Regions from separate parts of the Mus musculus genome. Here region 2 is linked to region 1. A link is a contact called in public Hi-C data. All regions are on one chromosome and are shown on one strand. Each heading gives the region's core, a stretch centred on a gene start, on an enhancer-like site or on the middle of the called end of the contact. The rest is flanking DNA. Distances are from core to core; before and after follow the strand shown. Region 1 has its middle 33 kb from the start of Gm40554. Region 2 overlaps Gm40554 (a long non-coding RNA gene).

Region 1 (7,213 bases), core at 2,510-5,009:
TGGCCCCAAGCAGACACATACTAAATGTTCACTGGATTACACACAGGACAGATCTGTAAAGGTCAGTAGGTGCTATAATGAGAACTGGATCAAGTATGTAACCATATAGGACATTGGCAAGGCTGGCAGAATGACGGGGTGCCCTTGATGATGCCACTCTGGGACAAGGGCATCTGCCACTTAAGAAGTAGTCCTTGCACTTGCAGTGTGACTTAGTGCTAAGCCAGAATACAACGACCCATCACTGGGTTGATGGATATTGACAAGTATACAGGTCAAAACTGAGCTTTAATTCAAGTCCAAGGAGGTCCCCAGGGATAAAGCTAGTCTGTTCCATAGCAGTTATGAGACAAAAGACTGCAGAACTTAGAAGGTAAAATTACTGAGGCAGCAGGGGGTGGGATGGGGGGAGCTCTCGACTGGTACATCATAGGATGGGAGATGTCTGCCAGAATTTAATAAAGTTTAGATCATCGGAATCTAATTGTGAGGCCATTTGCAAAATCAAGTTACTGCATAGCATCTTTGAAAATGACTCATGTTCCTAGGGAGTGCTATAGCACAAATGGTTATCTGCATTATCCCCAAAGGGTGTTCTGCTCGTCATGAAACAAAGCTCGTGGAAGACCTGTCACATGTTATAAAACCCAGGTTAGTGATGGCTGCCTGCAGCGGTGGAGAAAAGGGACGCAGCAAACATGTTAGCCAAACAGGCAGAGGAGGCTGCAACCTCTACCCTGGAATCTGACCATGATTGTTTAACCTGTCTCTGTTGAGAAAACTCAAGCCAGAGGCCACTGTTTAGACACACCCAAAGGGTGACTCAAACTCAGGGCATCCTGATGTTCCCCACAACGCTCAGATTGCAAAGACAAGACATTGACTTTACATTCTTGTTGGCATGGTTCAGGGAAATTACACCAATTAGCTATAGGTAAGTTGGCACAAACACCTGCTTGTGCTAAAAACAATAACACATAAGAGGTAACCATGAAATAGGCTGGCATGGTTCCTCTCTCTGACTTTACAGCACATGCTGTTGCTGCTTAAGAAAAACTTCTTCCAACCTGGTTGTGAAGGCTTCCAGATTGTGATCCATCCATTGTATTGCACGGCAGTTAGAACTTATTTAATCTGACCTGATTTTACTCCTGTCATCTTATTTCTATTATCATGATGAATGCACACATGCATGCACATGTGTGTTTTATGCATGTACCTCACAGTGTTCTAAGTCTAGCCCCAAATGTTACTTTCCCCATCCAGTTTGTCCTATATTACTGAAAATTACAATTCATTTCTCCTCATTTTCCCTTAGTGGGAATGTGTGTACCTACTTTTACATCCTGGGTCCTTATTAGCACAAGATCTAGTGCTTGTCCTTCTCATCTGTCACAGTGTAAGCCACACAATCACAAGGATTTTCATATGCTTTATCACTGCGGTTTTCAATCTGTGGGCTGCAACCCCTTTAGGGTTCACATATCAGATATCCTGCATATCATCTCATATGAGTCATACGATTCTATCCTGCACATCATATATTTACACTATGCTTCATAACAGAAGCAAAATTACAGTGATGAAGTAGCAGCAAAATAATTTTATTTATAGTTAGGGGTCACCACTGCATGAGGAACTGTATTAAAGGGTCTCGCGGTATTAGGAAGGCTGAGAACCACTGATTTACAGTATCCTCCGAGCCTAAACTAGAAGTGAGCATTGATAAATGTTATCCTGGTTGATACTAGCTGTGAACTTGACACAAACATAGAGTACTCTAGGAAGGGGGAATTTCAGCTAAAGAATTGCCTCCATCAGATTGGCACACCTGTGGAACATTTTCTTACTTGCTAATTTATGCAGAAGGGCCCAGGTCACTGTGGGCTATGTCATCCCTAGGCAGGTGGGTCTGTATAAGAAAGCAGACTGAGCAAGCCACAGAGAGCAAGCCAGTAAGCAACAGCATCCTTTCATGGGCTCTGCTTCAGTTCCTGCCCACAGAGTTTCTTCTCTGGATTCCCTCAGTGATGAACTGTAACAGGGAAGCTGGAAGCTGAAATAAATAAACCCTTTCTTCCCCAAGTTGGTTTTGGTCAGTGTTTTATCACAGCAACAAAAAGCAAACTAGAAAAGATGCTCGATAAACACTCTGGAACTCTAAGCCTCCAGGCAACAGAAAGGATAAGTGTGGGCAAAACAGGATAAACATGAAAGGGCGATCATTCATCCTCCGCCCCCGCTACCCCCTCCCCCACCCCCTCCCCCACACCCGCCACCCCCTCCCCCACCCCTGCTGCCTCCATTCTAGAAAAATACTGGTGTGAGGGAATAAAAGAAGTGAGGATATCAGAGAGTCTGGTAAGTTCTAAGGAACAGAGTTCACGCTCATTGGCAGAGTCTTGAGACCCCGGCAGGGCGTGATGCTGCATATATACGCAGAGGACCAAAATCAAGGTCTCAATCAGGTGCATAGCCCAAGAAGGAGAAGAGCCCCAGAGAGAGGCACAGGATGAAACGCGCATGCTCCTAAACCCCTCATCTGCTCACACCTGACTGTCGATGGGCCGTTCTTGTGCAGACCTAGTGTGCGTCTCTACAGACGTTGAGTTTGTGACTACAGTAGATGTGTCTCGTGTGGTAGATGACATTTCTAATGCTTTTATACGTCTTTCGGCTCTTATATTCCTTCTGCAGGGGGCCTAGCATACTGATAGGCCCAGGGAAGAGGTGTGGGAGGTCATTGCCTTTGGTTGTGTATCCACTAGTGACCCTACCAGACACCATTGGATAGTTCCACTCTAACAGCCACACGGATGGCTCTAGTTAAACTAAGTGGATCATAAAACAAAAACCAAAAGTCATGAATACGGGAAAAGATATGTAGGTGGGTAGACATTGGTAAGATTAGGAGGGGGATAAGAGATGGAAGGGGTAGGGGGGGGTGAGTAACCAGAATGCATTGTATACATATATACAAACTCCAGAAAACTAACGTAATCAAAATATTCCATGTTAAAAAAAAAAAAAAAAAAAAAAAAAAAAAAAAAAAAGATGGTCCCCTGACAAAAGAGGTCTCAAGGTAGTCTGTGTGAACAGGTTGCCTCCTCCTGAAACCTTGTGACTTTTCTCCACAGCACTGTTGGAGAAAGGTTGAGATGAAATTAGGTTGAATTAGGCAAACATGTAATTATGCCTCTCCTCTGCCAGACCCTAACCTTGACTCATTCTATTCCATATTAAAGATAACCACTAATATTTCCGGGAATGAAATTAATTTGAAAGACATGTTGGTCATGTGCCTGGCTGAGAGTCCAGCTTTGCTCCCCTGGAGTCTGGGAGAAGCATTCCGTGTCCTCTGCTGACCTTGCATGTGCTTCTGTAGGGAAATTAGAGATGCATTAAGTGGCTGCACACGGCAGAATAATTGCCATGGCAACCAAAGGCCCATCACCTGAGCTTTCTCCCAAACTGATTATCAAGAGTGAATTGCAGATGGTCTCACAAAATGGAAGATGGAAAAATCCATGTTTCTCTCTCTCTCTCTCTCTCTCTCTCTCTCTCTCTCTCTCTCTCTCTCTCTCTCTCTTGTTCCTCTCCTTTCCTGCTTTGATATCTGGGTTCTAAAAGTGGCACACTCATGTCTCCTTTTTCTAAAATTATTCTAAATATGTTTTTTCCCTCCTCAGAGTTGCTGTCTGACTCATGGATCCTGTGCTGGATGGGGTGAGGGACTGGAATAAAATCAGCACACAGCAGCTCTCTTGGGGGGTCAACCCACATGTCTTACATTGGCAAGGCTGGCAGAAGGACTACATGCCCTTGATGAGGCCACTTTGAGACACACACACATCCCTGCTCCGTTAAAGGGGATCCATGACCTTGTCAATTCTCTGTCTCAGATCAAATATAGCCAAGATTAAAAGGGCTTCCATGTCAGGCTGTTTCTGGACTTGTGGTTGTGTGAATGAATAGATGGTGACTCCTGAACACATCTTTATAGAGGATTGTTTTCCCTCAAATCCATCATTTGATAGAGAAAACAGTAAACATGAACTGGCCTGGGATATGGTTCAGATGATGGGTGCTTTGGTTGCTATGGTGATTACTCAGCTATTAGTCAATGGTTCTTCTGTAAACCGTTCCCACACATGAATAAACATAAAAGACCAGCCATGAATGCAGAAAGAAAATTATTTATTCCTGACCCTCTCTCTCTCTCTCTCTCTATCTCTCTCTCTCTCTCTCTCTCTCTCTCTCTCTCTCTCTCTCTGTGTGTGTGTGTGTGTGTGTGTGTGTGTGTGTGTGTGTTATCTGGTTGGTTTCTGTCTTAAAACAGGGTCTCATTACATATCTCAGACTAGCCTTGAACCCCAAATCTTACCTTATCCCCTTAAATACTGAGATTGTAGGCAAGCACCACTATGCCTAGGTAACAGTTGTATTTTTGACAACTAGCCCTCCAAGGAAAGGTCTTCAGAATTCTCCATGCCACACTGCACACTCCAAGGGCTTTCCCCATAAGTAAATGCAATGTCATAAGCTTTAGTGAAATGTCACAGGTTTGCCAAAATGTCAATGAGTAACAGCTTACTCTGGGAAGGAGAACTGGGTGGCAGTGGGATCTTCTCCCTCCGCAGGACTTGTCACCCCACCCCCACTCCCAGGCTATGTCTATAACCTCGTTTTCCCCATTTTCCTTCTGTAGGAGATAGCTAAGAAGCCTGTGGGTGACTGATGCAAACTACGATGCAAAACTACCAAACCCTGATTATCAAACAAAATCACAGGCAGGAACAGGTTAATTCCAGACTCTTTCATTTTAAGAAATCTGGGGATAACAATTTTTAGGGAGAAGACTTCCACTCCCCCATGAAAGTTAAGTAAGTAAGTCTCCTCCTAGCTCAGTCCTGAAATTGTATAAGAAACGGATTTTTTTTTACAATTTCTAGTTTTCTCTGAGAAGCAATATAGGTTTTATGAAGAGTTTGCCAGAAGGGTATATGCATACACATTTCAGGGTGGAAGACTTCAAATCATTAAATATATGGTTATATTGGGCTGTGGAAAAGTAGATGGGATTGAATTAACTCTTGGACTTGAATTAAATCTATTTCCAATTATCCCCTGAAAAAGAGCATGCTTGTGGGTCAGTTATGTCTTATAGACCAAATTACTGTTTCTAAAAGACACAAATATTAAGTCATGAAATTTTAGGCTGGAAGCCACATCACAGAGGCCCCATTCCTACTGCTATGCTCATGGCTTCTGTAAGGTTCTCGACTCTGCCAGGTTGCAGCCTTCACTGGGGTTTTTATCGTGCTAGCACATGGAGTGTGCTCGCTGGGGCTCAGCTGCCCCTCAGCTCTGCCTGGTTCCACTCACAGCTTTTAGCAGTTGGGCTTGACTTCCAAGTACACTGTAAGCTCGGTTTGCCTTTCTGTTTTATCGTGTTCAGGGAGGTGGATAAGATGAAGGGAATGGTTTTAAGTAATGGCAAAACATGCTCTCAACAGAAAGGTGTCTTTGAAAGAAATAATCACAGGTGATTATTACTGGGTCATTGAACTCGGTGTCGCCCCGATGACTGTCGTGTATGATTGTTCTTGTTCCCTGTTTGTGCACCTTGCTCAAAAACGTGTGCGTGGAGGGGCGTGTGTGCACATAAGCACAATAGAAGTGAACTGTTGGGCTTCCACATTGGTTCTTAGCACTACATCTAGCATGAGGTTAGCATAACGAAGCAGCACTCTGTCGCTGCCTTGCAATTCCTTGGACTCTTTACTCCTTTCCATAGTTCTGTCTGCTTCCTGATTTATTATTATGCTCCCACACAGTCCCAAACCAGGAGGCAAAGGGCCCTGCCTTGCCAAGGGTCCATAGAGGTACAGTCCAAGTGTCCAGAGCCGGGATGTGCCCATGACCAGTGCACCAAGGTGGCAGGTGGCTGTGCACAAAGGGCACCTGAAATGGCTCAGAAACCTGTCTCCCCAGGTCAGCAAAGGTGCTGGGACCATATTTCCTTGTATGAAAATAAAAAGAGGGTGGGGCAAAATTCTTGGTTCAGGTTCTTCCAGTTCTAAACGCTGTGATTCCACAATCAGCTGTGGGTACTCCTTTAGACATGGACAAATGAATGGATTCTAGCAGGTGCTCTGTGGAAAGAAAGAAACCCTTGAGGTTCTGTGGACTTCTCTGACTTTGACGAAAGAATCTGCCCTTGAGGTGAGCCATTATTAAGCTGGCCTTCTGCAGGCATCTCCCTCTGCTAATGTGCCTTCACGTCACAGCTATTGCTGCCCCCAAACTTTGAGCCTATGTCATAGTTGCCTGAAAGCTTGAACCCCAATTCTATTCTAATTCCACACATGTATGGCGTCCCACATTCCTGCCAACAGGTTGAAGAGAAAGTTGGTTTCCAGAGTGCAAAACATACTTCCTCTAGGTCAGCGGCTCTCAACCTTCCCAACACTTCCTCACACTGTGGTGACCCTCAATTGTAAAATTATGTTTGTTGCTACTTCATAGCTGTAACTTTGCTACTGTTATGAATCATAATGTAAATATCTGATATGTGACATCCCCTCCAAGAGGGGTTGTGACCCACAGGTTAAGAACCACTGCTCTAAGGAGGTTTTTTTTGTTATTGTTGTTTTGTTTTTGTTTTTGTTTTTTGTTTTTTTGTTTTTTCTTTCCTAAACCCTTCAGGGCTTACAATCATGTAGAAGTTGGGCCTGGTTCTTCCTCCAAGCCCCACGCTCCCAGAAATAAGACTCAGACTCAAAATATATTTGCAAATACCTTGGCCATGTAGCTAAGCACTTCTCTGACTAGATCATAACAATATAACCCATTTATTTTGACCTACATTCTGTCACATGGCTGGTTACCTGTGTTCAAGTACCATGGGCCTGTTTTATCACATCTTCCTGGATGAATCTCCAGTGCCTAGCTCTATCCCAGAATTCTTTCTGCCTTCTGGATGTCCCACCTTCTATTCTTTCCTTTTCCTATAGGCCACAGTTTATTTTTTAATTAACAGGCAATGCATCCATACAATACACAAGATATTCTTTCTACACAACCATAATTTTGAGTCTCTAAATGATTCTTTGCCCATCAAGGCCTGCTCTGGGCAGAGCAGTTATTTTTCCTAAGCCATATGCAAAGAAGCTTTTCTTTCAACAACACTTGAAAGTTCTCCAGGCTGTGA
Region 2 (7,213 bases), core at 1,565-4,064, 72 kb before region 1:
TATTTTACAACATATGCACCTTGATTTAAATAACAGCAATTTCTATATCCCTTACTAGTTAACAGAGAATGAAGAAAACGTTTGGAGAAGTGGGATAGGTGTTTGTTCCTAGGCTTGGGAAGATAGATTTGTTTAACCCTGCCTGCAAGATGGAGAAGTTGTCCTTGAGATAGCTGGACTTAGACGACTGTCTCCTTACAAGTTGTCCCTGAGATGTCTAGACACAGACAACAGAAGCTGTTCAGCTTTAGGGAAGTCTCTAGCCCCGCCCCCTCCCCCCCAGGGCCTGGGACCTTGAATTTAGTTCCTCCCTACAATTAAATGGAGTCTGAAAATGGAATGGTGGCACTCAGAATAAGTTTCTTTTGGTTGTTCCCAACTGGGATAAGACACAAGTAGATCCGAGGAGCTCACTGGTCAGCCAGCCTAGCTGAAACTGTGAGCTCCAGGTTCACTGAGAGACAATAAATACATAAATAAATAAATAAATAAATAAATAAATAAGTGATCCAGGAAGACATCCAATACCCAGCATCAACCTCTGATCTCTACACACACACACACACACACACACACACACACACACACACACACACACACAAGCAGTCAAGGAATGTCATGACGTGGTGCTGCAGGGTCACTAAGACCCAGGCTCCTAACTTCCCTTCTCTTTCTCAGTGTGAAGTTTACAGCCTCGAAATCAGTTCAAGTCCCAAAATAGTTGCTAGTCGTTTTTATAGGAGTTTCAGGCCAGTTACAGAAGCTAAAATAAGACCAAAAGGCAAGCGCCCTAACAGCTCATTCTCTTTCAATTGCTTCTAGGAAGTTCCAGACGAAACACTTGCTCACATTTTGTTGACCAAAAATAATTCCAATGTCTATACTTGGTAGTCCTGTAGTGCCTGGTGTCAAATCAGTGTTGTATTGTTAGAGACACAGGGAATGGGTATCATTAGCTGCTAGCCATTCTAAGAAAGGCTTAATTGAGATAATTCATATACTGTACAATTCCCCCCACTCGATACATATGGATTTCATGGTTCTGATGAATCCGCAGTTGTGCATTTATGAGCTGATAAGAGTTAATGACACCTTTTCATTTCCTCTCCACCACTCTGACGAGCACCCTGTAGCCATTCTACCACCCCTAGCTTTCTCTCTTTCCTTCCCCACATAGTCTCCAGACGTTAGCAGCCTGCCTCTTACACTGTAGGTTTGCCACTTAGGACGTTACAATAGAAGTGATATCAAATAAAATGTGGTCCATTGTGACTGGCTTCTTTCACAGCACGCTCTCACCAAATTTCATGCTGGCTATAGGGCGCACCCATAAGTTCTTCATCTCGTTATTGTTTTTAGATCAATACTCTACTGCACAGATATGTCTCACTGGTTTACCCACTTTTTAGTTGATGGGCTATTACAAACAACACAGCAGCGGGCACCTGAAACAAGTTTGAAGTGAACACATGCTTTTATTTTTCTTGGGAGTCGGATTTCTGACTCATGTGACAACTGGACACCTGCCCTTTTGATGAGCTGTCGGACTTTTCTGAAGTAGCTGTGCCATCTGATGTCACCACCACCCCGCCCCCAGCAGTACCAGAGGACTTTCCATTTTGCTGCGTCCTTACCCTGTGTATTGTTAGTAATCCTTTGTATGGCAATGGATGTGGAATTGCACCTCCTCTACCTGTTGACAAATGATACTGAGCCTCTCTCATCGTTGGCCACTTATCTTTCATCCTTGTGGAAGCATCCATCTGGATCCTTGGCCAAGTGTTCAAACTGGGTCATTCATCTTTTTAAGACGGAGTTGTGAGAGTCCTTTCTGTATCCCGTATACAAAGTCCTTTACTGGATATGTGATTTGTAAATATTTTCTTTCATTTTGTGTGTTACCTTTTCATTCCACTGGTCCTGTCCTTGAATGCTTATTTGATGTCCACCAATGACAAATGTCTGCCTTTTGCCTTTATTGCCTGTGCATTTAGTGTCATATCCAATAAATCACCACTGAAGAGTTACATTCACTTAAATGAGCTATAAATCATTTAAATGACTTTCCAAAGCCTAGATTCTGTCCCAGGTCTTAAGGGCCTTGACCCTATCTATGTTCCTTATTTTCATGTTTATCCCTTTAACAACTCTTCCTCTATTTAAGGTGTCCTAGGCCTGTCTCAACTCTTCAGAACAAAAGGGGACAACTGAGACATCCTTCATCTTTGTGCTCAGGATGCTATTACCATGCCAACAGCACTGGAGCTTCTGTGCACACCCTAAGGACACATGGAACTGAATGACTGGGGAGCCGCTGTCTCAGAAGCGTCCCCTTGTAGGTCCACCACATACATCACCGTATTAAGATATCCAAGGAGGGAGCTTGCAATAAAGAAGCCACTTTGACTCTGTTTAGTGGTTGAGTCAGGTACATGTTTCAGCGGGCCTTCCATTCTCAGCATTAACATGCCCAGGAATGTATCATTAGTTTAGGTTTCCTATATCCCTTTCAACTTTCTCCAGTAGCGATACCTTCCTTATACTTTGCATGGTCCCTGACTTTCCACTCACTTTCCAATAATAAAGTATGACAGTGCCAGTGGGCTTCATAGTAACTACAGAGGAGAGTTAAGTTGGTTGACAAATGGAGGCGCAGGTAAAGAAAGAGAGGGGCACACGGCGGATGAAACTGGTCTGTGACATGTGCCCGGATGGCGCTATCTTACTGCTGACTCACTTCCAGATGTGTCCCGGGAATGCTTGTCTTATTGCTGACTCACTTCCAGATGTGTCCCAGGAATGCTTGTCTTACTGCTGACTCACTTCCCGGAGACCCTGATCAACCTCTCTGCAGGAACCTGATGAGTAACGCATAGCTCAGACAGTGCCTGGGAAAGCAAGTGCCTTTCTTCCTCAGGATGAAGATGGCAGTTGGGTACTGTCAAGTCCAAGTTGGAGAAAATGCCCCTTCCTTCCTGACTCTGTGCTGGGACCTGGGAACATGGATGCTCTGACACGCCACCCACAAGCAGCCAGTGTTCATTTGGGAAATAGACAAAAATGCTCTGTCATTATATTTTCTCCAAGGAGGGCCTCAGTTAATATGTAGACGTTTGTTTCCAAGTGCGCTCCTCCGCCTCCCTCTCTTCCCTCCCTCCCCCCTTCTCTGTGTGTGCATGCTAGAGTCTGATGATATTATAGGGAGGAAGAACCTTACTGTGTGGATCTAATTAAAACAAAAATACCACTTCTTTTTTTTTTATTTTGAAAGCATTTGGCTGATGTTAATGAACCATCTGGGGCTGATTTGATGGTTACTCCAGGGGCTTTGGCAAATAAAAGGGGGTGGGAGATTCCAAATTGGGTATCTTTCAAGCCTGATAGTTGGACTTTAGTTAGAACAAAGTCAGTGGAAAGCAACTCAAACTGGCTTAACGTGAAAAGCCTGCAATTACTCTGCTCCAGCTTGGGGTTCTGAACCATATTCGGGCAGGGAGCCTGGAGCCAGGCACCGGTCATGCCCAGCTTGGCTCTGTCTGTTCCTGTTGAGGGGCAGCATCCTTAGGTGGACAATGCTTGCTCTGGACCTCTCTTTTAGTTGGCTGGGGCTTTGTCAAATATGCTTCAGGAAGTCGCAGGCGGAGACTGTTAGGTAAGTCACGGGATCTTTCTGTGTGATTGGTCTAGACCCCTCCGGTTCCTTTTCTAGTGAAGCCACATCTAGTAAATTAGAATGTTAGCTGTTAGGGAGATGTGGTCACAGAAAGTGCTTGGCCACTCTTAAGTGATGGCCAGTAACAAAAGCATGAAGCAGCCCTGAGAACCCCGTCCTGTTTGGTGCTTTATATAATGCTTTCATAGGATTGTAACTCATGAATTGAAAGATGCCCAAAATAAAGAATTCACAAAGTCAATGAATTTTAACCAGCTACCTTTTCACTCACTACCCACACCAAGAGAAAGACACACACAGAGAGAGAGAAAGAGAGAGAGAGAGAGAGATCCCTCTCTGACTTACATCCTTTCAAAGTTCTCCACAAGTTCCGAGTTTATCGGAGGAAGCATCTGTATTAATGGACCAACAGATTGGAAAAGGTACAGAGAGAGGCTTCTCTGTAATGGGTCTGTTTGTTTGTTTGTTTTAAGTGCCAAGAGTAAAATTTGTTTCTAAACTGGTTTCAAATCCATGCGTATTTTCGAGGCACTGACTAGAAGAGGGACATAGAGAAAAGGCAGAAGCTAGAGTCTGTTCTATCCTTGCTTGGAAGTCTGATCTTGATAAGCAAAGAATGTAATTAAAATGGATTACAGACTATTAAACACACACAAGAACAAAATGATTGCAGTGTGTGCATGCCAGTAATTAAAGCTTTAGAGGAGGAAAAAGTCACCATCACTTAAAATGATTATCTGTCAAGGTTAGTAACAAATATTGACATGCAAGCTTTCCCCCCCTCCCTGTTCTTGCTTCTTAGAGGCAGGCACTCAGCAATTAGTGGCATATATTCCAGAATCAATATGGCCTCGGGTCCAAAGCAGAGGGATCCATACATTTTAAAATGAGTGGACAGAGTGGCAGACAGGCTCCATGGAAAAGAACTGCTGCCAGGATCATTCAATTAGGGCTTCAAAGACAAAGAGGAGCCAGTCAGGGCAGCGTCTCCTTAAGTGGGTTTATCTCAAAGATGTTCTTATGATAACCACAGGGAGAGACTTCTTCACATCAGTGGATTCCATACTTTATCTTTACTATTAAAACAACTGAAGGTAGGAAGTGGAGTGTTCCTTAAAAGTTCAGTGACTCAGTGGCTCAGTGACCAGAAGCCTGGGCTCTGCGGCCAGACTTCAAAATCAGTGGATTCAGATTTCAAAATCATCAATTTTCCTAACAGATTTTGGGCAAGTTGGTTTTTTTTTTGTTTTTTATCTCTTTGCTCCCTTTTCTGTAAAATAAAGTAATGATCAAATCTACCTTATAAGATGCTAAAAAGAACAAATGAGATCTTGTAAGCAAGAGTCGTGGTATACAGTAAGGATTCAAAATGCAGGCACTGTTGCATTAGGAAGGACAGGCTGGGTTATGACACAGTGACATGCAAGCCCCAAGATCTGCCGGCTTTACTCAATGAGCTAAGTTTCTCAGTCAAGCTATGTCTTTCCCACAGGGCAAAGGGGGAGGGGCAGACTAGGACTATGCTACTCTGAAGCCAAGCACTTCAAAAGAATGCCAAATGGAACATCACAGAGACAAAAGATGCCCACCTAGGTGTTTCATTGCTACCACCAAAGAGAGATAAACATGACTTATAACCTATCTCACTGGGCATCAACTAGTAGACTGAGCATCAAGTAGTCTCTAAAACATTAACAGCACAAAGAACTGTATTTAGGGAGGGCTTCATCTCCGTCATATGTATTTTCACCACCACCAACAACAACACCACTGTCTTTGTCCTTGTTGTTGTTGTTGTTGTCATCGTCGTCATCATCATCATCGTCGTCGTCGTTGTCATCATCATCATCATCAATGTTATAGGTCTGTAGGGGTTTTGCCATGTGAAATTGGAGAACATTTAAACCTATGACACAGCCGAATCCTCAAAGACTTCAATCACTTCATCCAATACTCATGCTGAAGTAACGTTATTATATTAGACCACAATGATGGACCTGACCAAGTAAGGACTTCCCTCCCATGGACCGACCATCCAGTACAATAATGACACAAGTGAATAAGTACAGCAATCCCTATAGCAGGCATCACTGACAATGGCAGCTAGTGGGTGTCAGTGCTGAAGCTTGCATGGTAAGAAGGTGCCAGCCCAAGAGAGAGAGAGGTAGGCATTTCTGGGAAAAGGGAAAACTCAGTGGGTCCCAGGGGCTGTAAACACTTGCAATATGGCTGGAAGGTAGGGAATGAGGAGGAGGTGACAGATGACAGAGGGGACCAGGATACAGCTCAGTGGCCAGGAGAAGAGGCTTGGGGTTAAATTACAGGGAGATGGGGGAACTTAGCGATTTCCAGCAGGGAAAAGCAGCAGCTCAACTTAATTGTTTTCCAAGGTCTCAGTGCTGATGGTGAAAGGAAGGGATAGGACAAAAAGCAAAACCGAGAGGGGGTAATCTGTGAAGGAGACTGATGGAGTCTTCTAGCTGAGGCATGGTGGAGGCTTAGATTACACTGGAACAAGAGAGACAGACAGACAGACAGACAGCATCGTATATTGGGGTATTTTGTTTGTAGAACAGTTGATAATGGAGTTAGCTTCATGGCTCGTCCCCTTAACTCTGACCAGTTTTCAAGTGTCCAGCATTCATTCCAAGGATCCATTGAAACCACCCACTCGAGGGTGGACCATGGGATCAGTGACACCCTTGGACTCTTCCATTTTTTCCAGACCACACAGATTGCTATACAAAGGTTTAACAGAGCCCTTGACAATTTCATTCTACAGTGAAACCAAGTTAATTCTTATTGAATCGATAGAGATACCTGGGGCAAATCTCACATTCTTCAGGTTTACTTCTTGCTTTGCGCCAATATCCTCATGTTTATGGCTGCGTGTGGATTATTAGAGTCTTCCTCAAAAATCCTATGTGAAGCCCGGATTTTAGCAGAGACAGGGGTGGACATCCGGGCAGAGCCCCAATCTGGCACCCCTCCTGGCTCTGGGCTTCACTCTCACCTGCTGGGAGTAGGGCCTTGGTAAACACTCCCGAATTCCCTGCAACAGTTTCTGGCCCAGAATTTGGGTGTCCTACACAGGGCCTCTAAAGACAAGGATACAAAAGCTCCTGGTCACAATTGGCTTAGTGGAAAGGACCCCAAACATTACCTCTAAGTCTAGCCTTTGTGATTATTCCCTACAATATTGGAAACCTTTTTTCCCAGCTTTGTGTGGTGTGGATGGTGGTCCTGAAGCACCTGCCATTTTGTAGATCTGAACCCCGGTTCTCACATATCTATGCAGTGAAATGGATCTATCTATCTATCCATGCAGTAATATACCCGCGGGCTTGCAACTTCTCCTGTAGCCAACAAGAGTTATGAATCAAATCTCTCTGAGGCTATAATGAGAATTAATGAGGCTCAGTGTCTGTAAGGTCTTGCCAAGCAGAGACCAGGCAGTCAGGAGTGCTTATGAATCATGGGGTAAATCATGTTTGTTTTGAGTCGTTTCTTGCATCACTAGTGCAAAGAGCCATTCATGAC

Evidence for each region. A called contact is a pair of places that touch in the nucleus more often than the background predicts.
Region 2: a contact with region 1 is called in a Hi-C map of cortical neurons, with 2.0 times the contacts expected there. The contact joins two enhancer-like sites. A contact is called at or near these places in 1 of 15 datasets of contacts at CTCF or cohesin (the NIH/3T3 cell line), 6 of 484 Hi-C or Micro-C datasets (the N1E-115 cell line, cortical neurons, frontal cortex and 2 more) and 2 of 115 datasets of contacts at active chromatin or transcription factors (embryonic fibroblasts and embryonic stem cells).

What each region holds. Positions count from the first base shown.
Region 1 is chr12:98,988,172-98,995,384 of GRCm38.p6, reverse strand. No RefSeq gene overlaps it. Among named protein-coding and RNA genes, the nearest start is that of Gm40554, 33 kb to the left of the region's middle. Within about 2 kb of position 3,759, at least 36 of the 459 cell types and tissues checked have an H3K27ac peak or open chromatin away from gene starts, as enhancers often do. A contact at or near this core is called in the N1E-115 cell line, cortical neurons, embryonic fibroblasts and 1 more, where this site is marked.
Region 2 is chr12:99,059,647-99,066,859 of GRCm38.p6, reverse strand. The region is part of intron 2 of Gm40554 (a long non-coding RNA gene); the gene reads right to left. Among named protein-coding and RNA genes, the nearest start is that of Gm40554, 39 kb to the right of the region's middle. Within about 2 kb of position 2,814, at least 28 of the 459 cell types and tissues checked have an H3K27ac peak or open chromatin away from gene starts, as enhancers often do. A contact at or near this core is called in the N1E-115 cell line, cortical neurons, embryonic fibroblasts and 1 more, where this site is marked.